Linked DNA regions of Pan troglodytes: region 2 is linked to region 1. The links are chromatin contacts, called in public HiChIP or PLAC-seq maps. All regions are on one chromosome and are shown on one strand. The core of a region is the stretch at or near the end of the contact, and the rest is flanking DNA. Distances in the headings are between cores, read along the strand shown.

Region 1 (4,720 bases), core at 1,309-3,808:
CTGACCCCATCTTGAAATTCTGCCTCAGGGCCTTGGCACTTGCTGTTCCCTCTGCCTGAAACACTCTTCTCCTGGATGGTTCTTTCTCAGCCTACAGGTATCAGCTCCAATAACTGCTGAAAGGTACCTTCTAAAGAAAGAGCCACCCTGACCAGGTGCAATGGCTCATGCCTGGAATCCTGGCACTTTGGGAGGCCAAGGCAGGTGGATCACTTGAGGCAAGGAGTAAGACCAGCCTGGGCAACATGGCAAAGTGATGTCTCTCCAAAATATACAAAGATTAGCTGGGCACGGTGGTACATGTCTGTCATTCTGGCTACTCGGGAGGCTGAGGCATGAGAATTAGTAGAACCCAGGAGGCAGAGGTTGAAGTGAGCTGAGAGCGTGCCATTGCACTCCAGCCTGGGCGACAAGAGCGAAACTTCATCTCAAAAAAAAAAAAAAAAGCCACCCCTTCTTCCTTGTTTTTCCTACCATTACTTTTTTCCTGCTATTACACTCCACTTATTGCCACCTTCTTCAGGGACTGGTTTTCCTCTCTAGTTCTATACCATTCCATACAGTCACATACTCAACATCTGAAACATGGCCAGTGCCCCATGCTACAATGTGATTTCGACATAGTTTTAAATACAGGTTAAATACATTATTGAAATCAATTTCACCTGTTTTTTTTTTTTTTTTGAGATGGAGTCTGTCTCTGTCGCCCAGGCTGGAGTGCAGTAGTATAATCACGGCTCACTGCAACCTCCATCTCCCCAGGTGCAAGCGATTCTCATGCCTCAGCCTCCTGAGTAGCTGGGACTACAGGCTTGCACTAAGACGTCCGGCTAATTTTTGTATTTTTAGTAGAGACGGGGTTTCACCATGTTGGCCAGGCTGGTCTGCAACTCCTGGTTTCAAGTGATCCGCCCACCTCGGCCTCCCAATGTGCTGGGATTACAGATGTGAGCCACAGTAACTGGCCCCTACATTTTCTTTTCTTTCTTTTTTTTTTTTTTTTTTTTGAGACAGAGTGTTGCCCAGGATGGAGTGCAGTGGCGCGATCTCGGCTCACTGCAAGCTCCGCCTCCCGGGTTCACGCCATTCTCTTGCCTCAGCCTCCAGAGTACCTGGGACTACAGACGCCCGCCACCACGCGCGGCTAATTTTTTTTTTTTTGTATTTTTAGTAGAGACGGGGTTTCACCATGTTAGCCAGGATGGTCTCGATCTCCTGACCTCGTGATCCGCCCGCCTTGGCCTCCCAAAGTGCTGGGATTACAGGCGTGAGCCACTGCGCCCAGGGTGGCCCCTACATTTTCTTAGAGATGTTATGAACAGCAGGGTAACTAAAATGCAAACAGCCTCTTCCAGGCACCGAGGAATGGTTTAGTCTTTTTAGTGCTCTTATTTGCAAAAACCAGTTAACAAAGATTATCAACATTTCTATAGAACTTATTATGTGCCAGAATTAAGTCATTTATTCATGACAGCAACCTCCCGACCGCTGACAAAATAGGGACACTGAGGGACAAGAGGGGAAGGCAGGATTTGAACCTAATCAGTCGGGCTCCAGAATTCTGTCTCCCTAACCCTTAGATGATGTCACCTCTCAGGCTTCAATCTCACACAGCGCTACAGTTTTGTCATCGTTCCCCTTTGACAGGTGGAGAAACGGAGGCTGTAGAAATTCAGCACTTTCCCAAGGGTACAAGCCCAAAGTCATCGTGACTCCTGAAATCCCGCTCTTCATCCCTCTGCCACTCAGTTCACCATTACAGCCCTCGCTCACCTGGGCGCGGTGGCGAAAACATCGGGGTGCAGGTCGGCCAGGCCCACGCGCTCCTGCTCGAAGCCCCGCAAGGACTCGACCCAGGCCTGCACTGGGCGTCGATGAGTGGGTACCGGGAGCTCGACTTTGCGCAGCACGGGCTCCGGGAGACCTGGAGCGATTGCGGGGGTCAGAGGTTAGGGTCAAGGGTCAGACCTCTCTGTCGCCGCCCTTCCTGGAGCCACCCCGGTTGCCTTACCCTCGCTCGCCACCTGCTCCGGGTTCTCGGTCGCACGCGCTGCCTCTTCCGCCAGGGAACTCAGGCCCTGCAAGGGTTGGGCGAAAGTGAGAGACGACCCCTGGACACCCCCAAATTTCATCCTTCGACCACGCCTCCAGCCCCTGGCCTCACCTGGCAGCCGGTAGGCCGAAGCCAGGCCCGCGCCCCGGCCCGGACCAACTGCAGCATCGCCGCGCAGCCTCCCACGCCGCGGGAGGTCAAGGCCACTGGAGCCTCGCGAGGCGCCGCTGGATGACGTCACGCACGCGACGCCGCCCTACCCGCCGCGACTCCGCGCTGGAAAGCGGGGTGTGCAAAACCGAAGATGGAGGGGGTCCGACCCGGCGTGCCCAGACCTCCACCCCAGGACTAACCCCCAGATCCAATTTTCACTCCTGCCTCAAGGACCCTCCGTAACACTGGGGAACGCGACCTCACAGCAAGAAGACCCAGCTTCCGTAGGCCTAGCATACTTTGGGTCCCGCCTCCGACGAGCCGGTGCAGGAATTCAGCCAATGAGACCTCTCTGGCCCAATTCAGCCAATGACTGTTAAGCCTGAAGGAGTGACCCCCGCCCATAAGTGGGCAGTTCTGGAGCGAGCAACTAAGGAATACAGCCAATAACGCTTAAACTTTTGCTGTTGGTCACGCCCACCGGGCCACGCCTTCATCCCGCCTCCAAGGCTGTCGGAGATGGTTTTTTCTTTATCCAGTTATGTGGTTTTGTTTTTTTATTTGTTTTGTTGTTGTTGTTGTTGTTGTTGTTGTTTTTTGAGACGGAGTCTTGCTCTGTTGCCCAGGCTGGAGTGCAGTGGCGCGATCTCGGCTCACTGCAAGCTCCGCCTACTAGGTTCACGCCATTCTCCTGCCTCAGCCTCCCGAGTAGCTGGGACTGCAGGCGCCCGCCACCACGCCTGGCTAATTTTTTGTATTTTTAGTAGAGACGGGTATCACCGCGTTAGCCAGGATGGTCTCGATCTCCTGACCTCGTGATCCGCCCGCCTCAGCCTTCCAAAGTGCTGGGATTACAGGCGTGAGCCACCGTGCCTGGCGTTTTTTCATTTGTTTAAAGGCAGGGCCTTATTGCCCTCAGAAAGCCTTCAGGATTGGGCCTGCCAGACCATGCCTCCCAGTTTAGATTCCCCAGGGCAGGGCCATGTCCCCCCGAAACCCCTCAGATTAGGTATTTGTGTCCCTTACCCCCTAGACCAGGGTCCTCTCCCCTACCCCTTTAAACCAGGTCCCGTCCCCTCTCAGACCTTCCAGGGCTCTCCAAGGACAGAACAAAGTGGGGAGTCCACAGATCCTGGACTGCCTCCCTTGTCGCCCCCTAACAAATCCGAATGCTTATTTTTAGTTTCTTTGTTTTGGTTTTTAGAGACAAGGTCTTCCTCTGTCGCCCAGGCTGGAGTGCAATGGGCAAGATCATGGCTTACTGCAGCCTCGACCTCCAGAGCTCAAGGGATTCTCCTGCCTCTGTCTCCTGAGTAGCTGGTCTACAGGTGCGCAAGCCCGGCTCATTTTTGTATTGTATTTTTTTATTTTGTATTTGTATTTTGAGATGGAGTATCGCTCTGTCGCCCAGGCCGGAGTGCAGTGGTGCGAGATCGCACATCTCGGCCTCCCGGGTTCAAGCGATTCCCTGCCTCAGCTTACCGAGTAGCTGGGACTACAGGCGCCCGCCACCACGCGCGGCTAACTTTTTGTATTTTTAGTAGAGAGGGGGTTTCACCGTGTTAGCCAGGATGGTCTCAATCTCCTGACCTCGTGATCCGCCCGCCTCGGCTTCCCAAAGTGCTGGGATTACAGGCGTGAGCCACCGAGCCCGGCCCTAATTTTCGTGTTTTTATTAGAGACAGTGTGGCACCACGTTGGCCAGGCTGGTCTTGAACTCCTGACCTCAGGTGATCCACCCGCCTCGGCCTCCCAAAGTGCTGGGATTACAGGCCTGAGCCACCGCGCCCGGCCTAATTTTTTTTTTTTTTTTGTAGAGATGGCGGGGGGTGGGTCTCCCAATGTTGCCCAGGCTGGTCTTGAACTCCTGGGCTCAAGCAATTCTCCCGCATTGGTCCCCCAAAATGCTGGGATTACAGGCATGAGCTACTGTGGCCCACCCATTTTTAGGTTCTTTACCATGTTCCCGATAGACCTCCAGGGGGCGCCACCGGATCATAGCCGGCTTCCCTACCAGTCCAGGGCTGTCTACTTGGAGGCCAGTGCGTTCTGGACAGAGCACAGCTGACAACGTGGTCTGTGAACCAACCTCATTTTCCTCTGCTGGAAAAGGAGGTTATGAGATTTCAGTGACGTAATGGAGGCAAAGCTTCCCATGCCTGGTACAAGGTGAAAAGTCAATAAATAGCATTATTATTCTTTTTTTTTTGAGACAGAATCTCACTCTGTTGCCCAGGCTGGAGTGCAGTAGCGCGATCTTGGTTCACTGCAACCTCCGCCTCCCGGGTTCAAGCGATTCTCCTGCCTCAGCCTCCCGAGTAGCTGGGATTACAGGCGCCCGCCACTACGCCCAGCTAATTTTTATTTTTATTTTTATTTTTATTTTTTATTTTTAGTAGAGACAGGGTTTCACCATTTTGGCCAGGCTGGTCTCGAACTCCCGACCTCAGGTGATCCACCCGACTCGGCCTCCCAAAGTGCTGGGATTACAGGCGTGAGCCACCGCGCCTGGCC
Region 2 (4,720 bases), core at 1,294-3,793, 130 kb before region 1:
CAGAGCAAGACTCTGTCTCTTTAAAAAAAAAGAAAGAAAGAAAGAAAGAAACTTCCCATGAAACGTCAGGTTGCAATAAGGACTCTGAAGAAAATACAGCAGAGCCCAGGAGGTCAAGTTGCCCAGGCTGGAGTGCAGTGGTGTGATCACGGCTCACTGTAGCCTCAACCTCCTGGGCTCAAGCAATCCTCCCACCTCAGCCTCCGGAGTAGCTGGGACTAACTAATTTTTTTTCCCCCCGAGATGGAGTCTCACTCTGTAGCCCAAGCTGGAGTGCAGTGGTGGGATCTCGGCCCACTGCAACCTCCACCTCCTGGGCTCAAGCGATTCTCATACTTCAGCCTTAGACTAATTTTTTTATTTTGGGTAGAGATGGGGTCTTGCTATATTGCCCAGGTTGGTCTTGAACTGGGCCCAGACAGTACTCCTGCCTTAGCTCCCTGAAGTGCTAGGTTTATAGGGATGAGCCACTGCATCCAGCCAGGACAAGTCTCTATCAGCATTTTATTTTATTTTATTTTATTTTATTTTTGAGACAGAGTCTTACTCTGGCGCCCAGGCTGGAGTGCAGTGGCGCAATCTCGGCTCACTGCAAGCTCCGCCTCTCCGGTTCACGCCATTCTCCTGCCTCAGGCTGCCACTACGCCCAGCTAATTTTTTGTATTTTTAGTAGAGACGGGGTTTCACTGCCTTAGCCAGGATGGTCTCGATTTCCTGACCTCATGATCTGCCCACCTCGGCCTCCCAAAGTGCTGGGATTACAGGCGTGAGCCACTGTGCCCGGCCTCTATCAGCATTTTCTTTCTTCTTTTTCTTTTTTTTTTTTTTTGAGACAGAGTTTAGCTCTTGTTGCCCAGGCTGAAGGGCAATGGTGCGATCTCGGCTCACTGCAACTTCTGCCTCCCAAGTTCAAGTGATTCTCCTGCCTCAGCCTCCTGAATAGCTGGGATTACAGGTGCCCACCACCATGCCCAGCTAATTTTTGTATTTTTAGTAGAGACAGGGTTTCACCATGTTGGCCAGTCTGGTCTCGAACTCCTGACCTCAGGCGATCCGCCCGCCTCTGCCTCCCAAAGTGCTGGGATTACAGGTGTGAAAGAGACCATTCCCGATCTCTTTCAGCATTTTCATACTGAATGTCCACAGCTGCCCAGTGAGGACGCTTTTTACCCATATTTTCTGACTCAGAGAGAAGCAGCCACACGTCCCTTGGCCATGGCAGTTAAGACCAACTCCATGGAGCTGGGTGTCTTAGCTCACATCTGTAATCCCAGCACTTTGGAAGGCCAAGGCAGGATGATTGCTTGAGGCCAGAAGTTCAAGACCAGCCTGGGCAACATAGCCAGACCCCATCTCTACAAAAATTTAAAAATTAGCCACAAAATTAAAAAATTAACAACAAAAGGGCCGGGTGCGGTGGCTCACGATTGTAATCCCAGCGCTTTGGGAGGGTGGATCACGAGGTCAGGAGTTCGAGACCAGCCTGGCCAAGATGGTGAAATCCCATCTCTACTAAAAATACAAAAATTAGCCGGGCGTGGTGGCGGGCGCCTGTAGTCCCAGCTGAGGCAGGAGAATCGCTTGAATCCGGGAGTCTGAGGTTGCAGTGAGCCGAGATCGCAGCATTGCACTCCAGCCTGGGCGACAAGAGCGAAACTCCATCTTAAAAAAAAAAAAAGTGGAAGATGAGGAAGTTGATCAGACATCAAGGATGAGCGGATGACTTAATAGGCTTCTTTGCTAAGACTTGGCTGGGCAGGTGAAAGACAAAGTCGAGGAGTGGTTATGGTGTGGCACAGAAGAAGGGTCAGAGGACGGTCTTTGTTACCTCTTCATGCCTGAGTTTCTTCCTCTGTGAAATGGGGATAATAAGAGCCGCCATACAGGGAATTGCTGCTAGGATCAAATGAGATAATGTATGTGAAACGCTCTGGCTGTAGGCTTCTCAGCAAATGGGCACGACTTGCGGAGTGGGGATTTGAATTCACGTCTGGCGGGATGTCCAAGCTGCTACCCTGACCGCTAGGGAGCTTCAGAGGACAAAGCTGCAGGTGATCAGGACGAGGACAGGAGCAGGTGGGCGAGGAATGCCTCCCAGGAGTGAAGGAGGGGGAATTCTAGTCAGCAGGGTGGAGTCGGCCAGGTAGAAACGAGGGAAAGGAGACAGGACCGGATGGAACGGGGAAGCCACAAGGCAGGGCGTCGGAGGGTTGAATGGTGGCCGGTGCAGCTTTGAACACCGAGGTGAGGACATGCAGCTGTGTCCTAGGGTCAGGACCGTACACGCCTGACCCATTTCCACAGCACAGAGGGGAACTCCGGGATCCGGCCGCATTGCCCACACACTTCACTCTCCCGCCCGCCTCTCGCAAGCCCCTTCCACGTCTCCGTCCACCGAGTGCCAGCCAATAGCAGAAGCGACAGCGCCTCTGGGTGCCGACTCAGCCAATCGCGGCTGAGTGACGAATGAGCCCCAGGACCAATCAGAGTGCCGCCACCATGGCCAAAAAAAAAAAAAAATTCCAACGGTGACGTGCAAGGAGAACAGAGCAGCTGCCAATGGGCGTGTGCGTTTCAGGCGGCCAATGGGAGGAGGCGTCTCGGCGCGGGACAAGTAGTAGCTGCCCGCGGGAGCGGGGAGGGGTCCGGGTTCGAGCTTGTGTTCCCCCGGAAGGGTGAGTCTGGACGCGGGCGCGGAAGGGGCGCGGCCGGAGGTCCTCAGGAAGAAGCCGCGGGGACTGGCTGCGCTTGACAGGCTGCACTTGGATGGGAGCACCTGGTGCCTCCGGACTGCTCCGATGCCCGGTGGGTGCACATCCCAGTTCCCGCCGTTCCCGGCCGGGTTTAGAGGTTTTGTGGGGAGGACATGGGGGCGTGCAGCCTTCCCAGTTGCAAACTTCACTCCGACCCCGTCTTCAATGCTGGGTCTGGGTCCAGTGGGGACGAGAAAGGAGGAAGGAGGAAGTAGGCTCCGCGAAAGCCCCATCCCCAGGATCTCATCTATAACATGAATAGGTATTAATGGCAAACGCTAATTAAGCGCTTACTGTATACCAGCCGCTTTCTCTGCCTCCTCGCGTTAAATCCTCCCAGCAGCCCTTTGAGGTAGACACTGTTACATGCCCATTTTCCAGATGAGGAAACCAGCAACATGGGTGGAACTGACAGCCCCTCCACTACCATACTGGCGCCCTCAGGAGGCTCAGGCCCTGGACTGGGGGGATGGAGCTGGACATAAACTCTCCTAGGCTTTGGGGAGTCAACAGGAACTGAGGTCACTCATGGGGGTAAATGTGGGAGAGGAGAATTGTGGCCTGAAAGAGGCCATCACCACGATGAAACTAATAACAATTATGTTATTCTTGTTTTGGTCATATTTGTTCTTTTTGTGTGTGCCTGAATCAGAGTCTGTGCTGAATGTGTAATATGCGGAACTATATTGAAACATTACAACCATCTTTTGATGGCAACACCCTGAGGACCTCTCTTTTCCAGATGGGGAAACTGAGGCCCAGAATTGCTAAGTGGCTTGCTTGAGTTGACACAGGGAGCTCCAGGACTCGCCCTCAGGTATGTTTGACCACATCTGCCTGTCTGGTTATTTTGGGGAGGTGTGTTAAGAGCAGATTTTTATTTTACTTTCTATTTATTTATTTATTTATTTATTGTATTTTAGTAGAGATGGGGTTTCACCATGTTGGTCAAGATGGTCTCAATATCCAGACCTCGTGATCTGTCCGCCTTGGCCTCCCAAAGTGCTGGGATTACAGTCATGAGCCACCATGCCTGGCCCTTTTTATATATTTTTATTACTTATTTATTTATTTATTTATATTTTTAGAGTCAGGGTCTCACTCTGTCACCCAGGCTGGAATGCAGTGGTGCGATCACTGCTCACTGCAGCCTCCAACTCCTGGGCTCAGGAGATCCTCCCACTTCAGCCTCCCGAGTAGCTTGGAGTACAGGTGTGCACCCCCACGCCTGGCTAAATTTTAAAAATTTCTTGTAGAGGCCGGGCACAGTGGCTCACGCCTGTAATCCCAGCACTTTGGGAGGCCGAGGCGGGTGGATCACCTGAGGTCAGAGGTTCAAGACCAGCCTGGCCAACATGGCAAAACCCTGTCTCTACTAAAAATACAAAAATTAGCCCGGTGTGGTGGCAGGCGCCAGCTACTCAGGAGGCTGAGGCAGGAGAATCACTTAAACCCAGGAGGCGGAGGTTGTGGTGAGCAAGATTGCACCATTGCACTCCAGCCTGGGCAACAAGAGTGAAACTCTGTCTCAAAAATAAGATAAGATAAGATAAGATATAAAATAAAACGTCTTGTAGAAACAGGGTCTTGCTATATGGCCTAGGCTGGTCTCGAGCTCCTGGGCTCAAGCAATCCTCTTGCCTCAACATCCCAAAGTCCTGGGATTAGAGGCGTGAGCCACTGTACCTGGCCAGAGCAGATTTTTATATCTGTGTCAATTTGTGGAAAGAGAGGAGGGTTCAGTGTTATTGTTGATGAGAGATCTAGGTGGGGATGCATACCCCAACCCTGTCCAACAAATGTGGAAAATGAGACTTAGAGAGGGAATCGGGTCTCTAATGTCATGCCAAGATGGGAGCCCAGAATCTTCCCCTCAGGCCTCAGCTGGGGTGGGTGGAAGGTTGAAGAGCTAACAGGGGTCTCTGGGCTGAGACTTGGGAGCTGATAGATTGTCCCCTTTCCAGCTG

What was found. HiChIP or PLAC-seq counts read pairs in DNA pulled down with a chosen protein or histone mark.
Region 2: an H3K4me3 HiChIP or PLAC-seq map of stem cell-derived excitatory neurons shows a contact between it and region 1, with 4 times the contacts expected there. The contact joins the promoter of TYK2 here to the promoter of MRPL4 in region 1. A contact is called at or near these places in 2 of 7 Hi-C or Micro-C datasets (induced pluripotent stem cells and stem cell-derived neural progenitor cells) and 1 of 1 datasets of contacts at active chromatin or transcription factors (stem cell-derived excitatory neurons).

The regions. Positions count from the first base shown.
Region 1 is chr20:12,975,010-12,979,729 of NHGRI_mPanTro3-v2.0_pri, reverse strand. MRPL4 (mitochondrial ribosomal protein L4) reads right to left here and starts at 2,558. Exons shown (of 9, transcript XM_001164062.7): 1 at 2,165-2,558; 2 at 2,012-2,078; 3 at 1,774-1,924. The coding sequence starts at 2,221.
Region 2 is chr20:13,104,974-13,109,693 of NHGRI_mPanTro3-v2.0_pri, reverse strand. TYK2 (tyrosine kinase 2) reads left to right here and starts at 2,543. Exons shown (of 23, transcript XR_010153708.1): 1 at 2,543-2,805; 2 at 3,496-3,570; 3 at 4,718-4,720.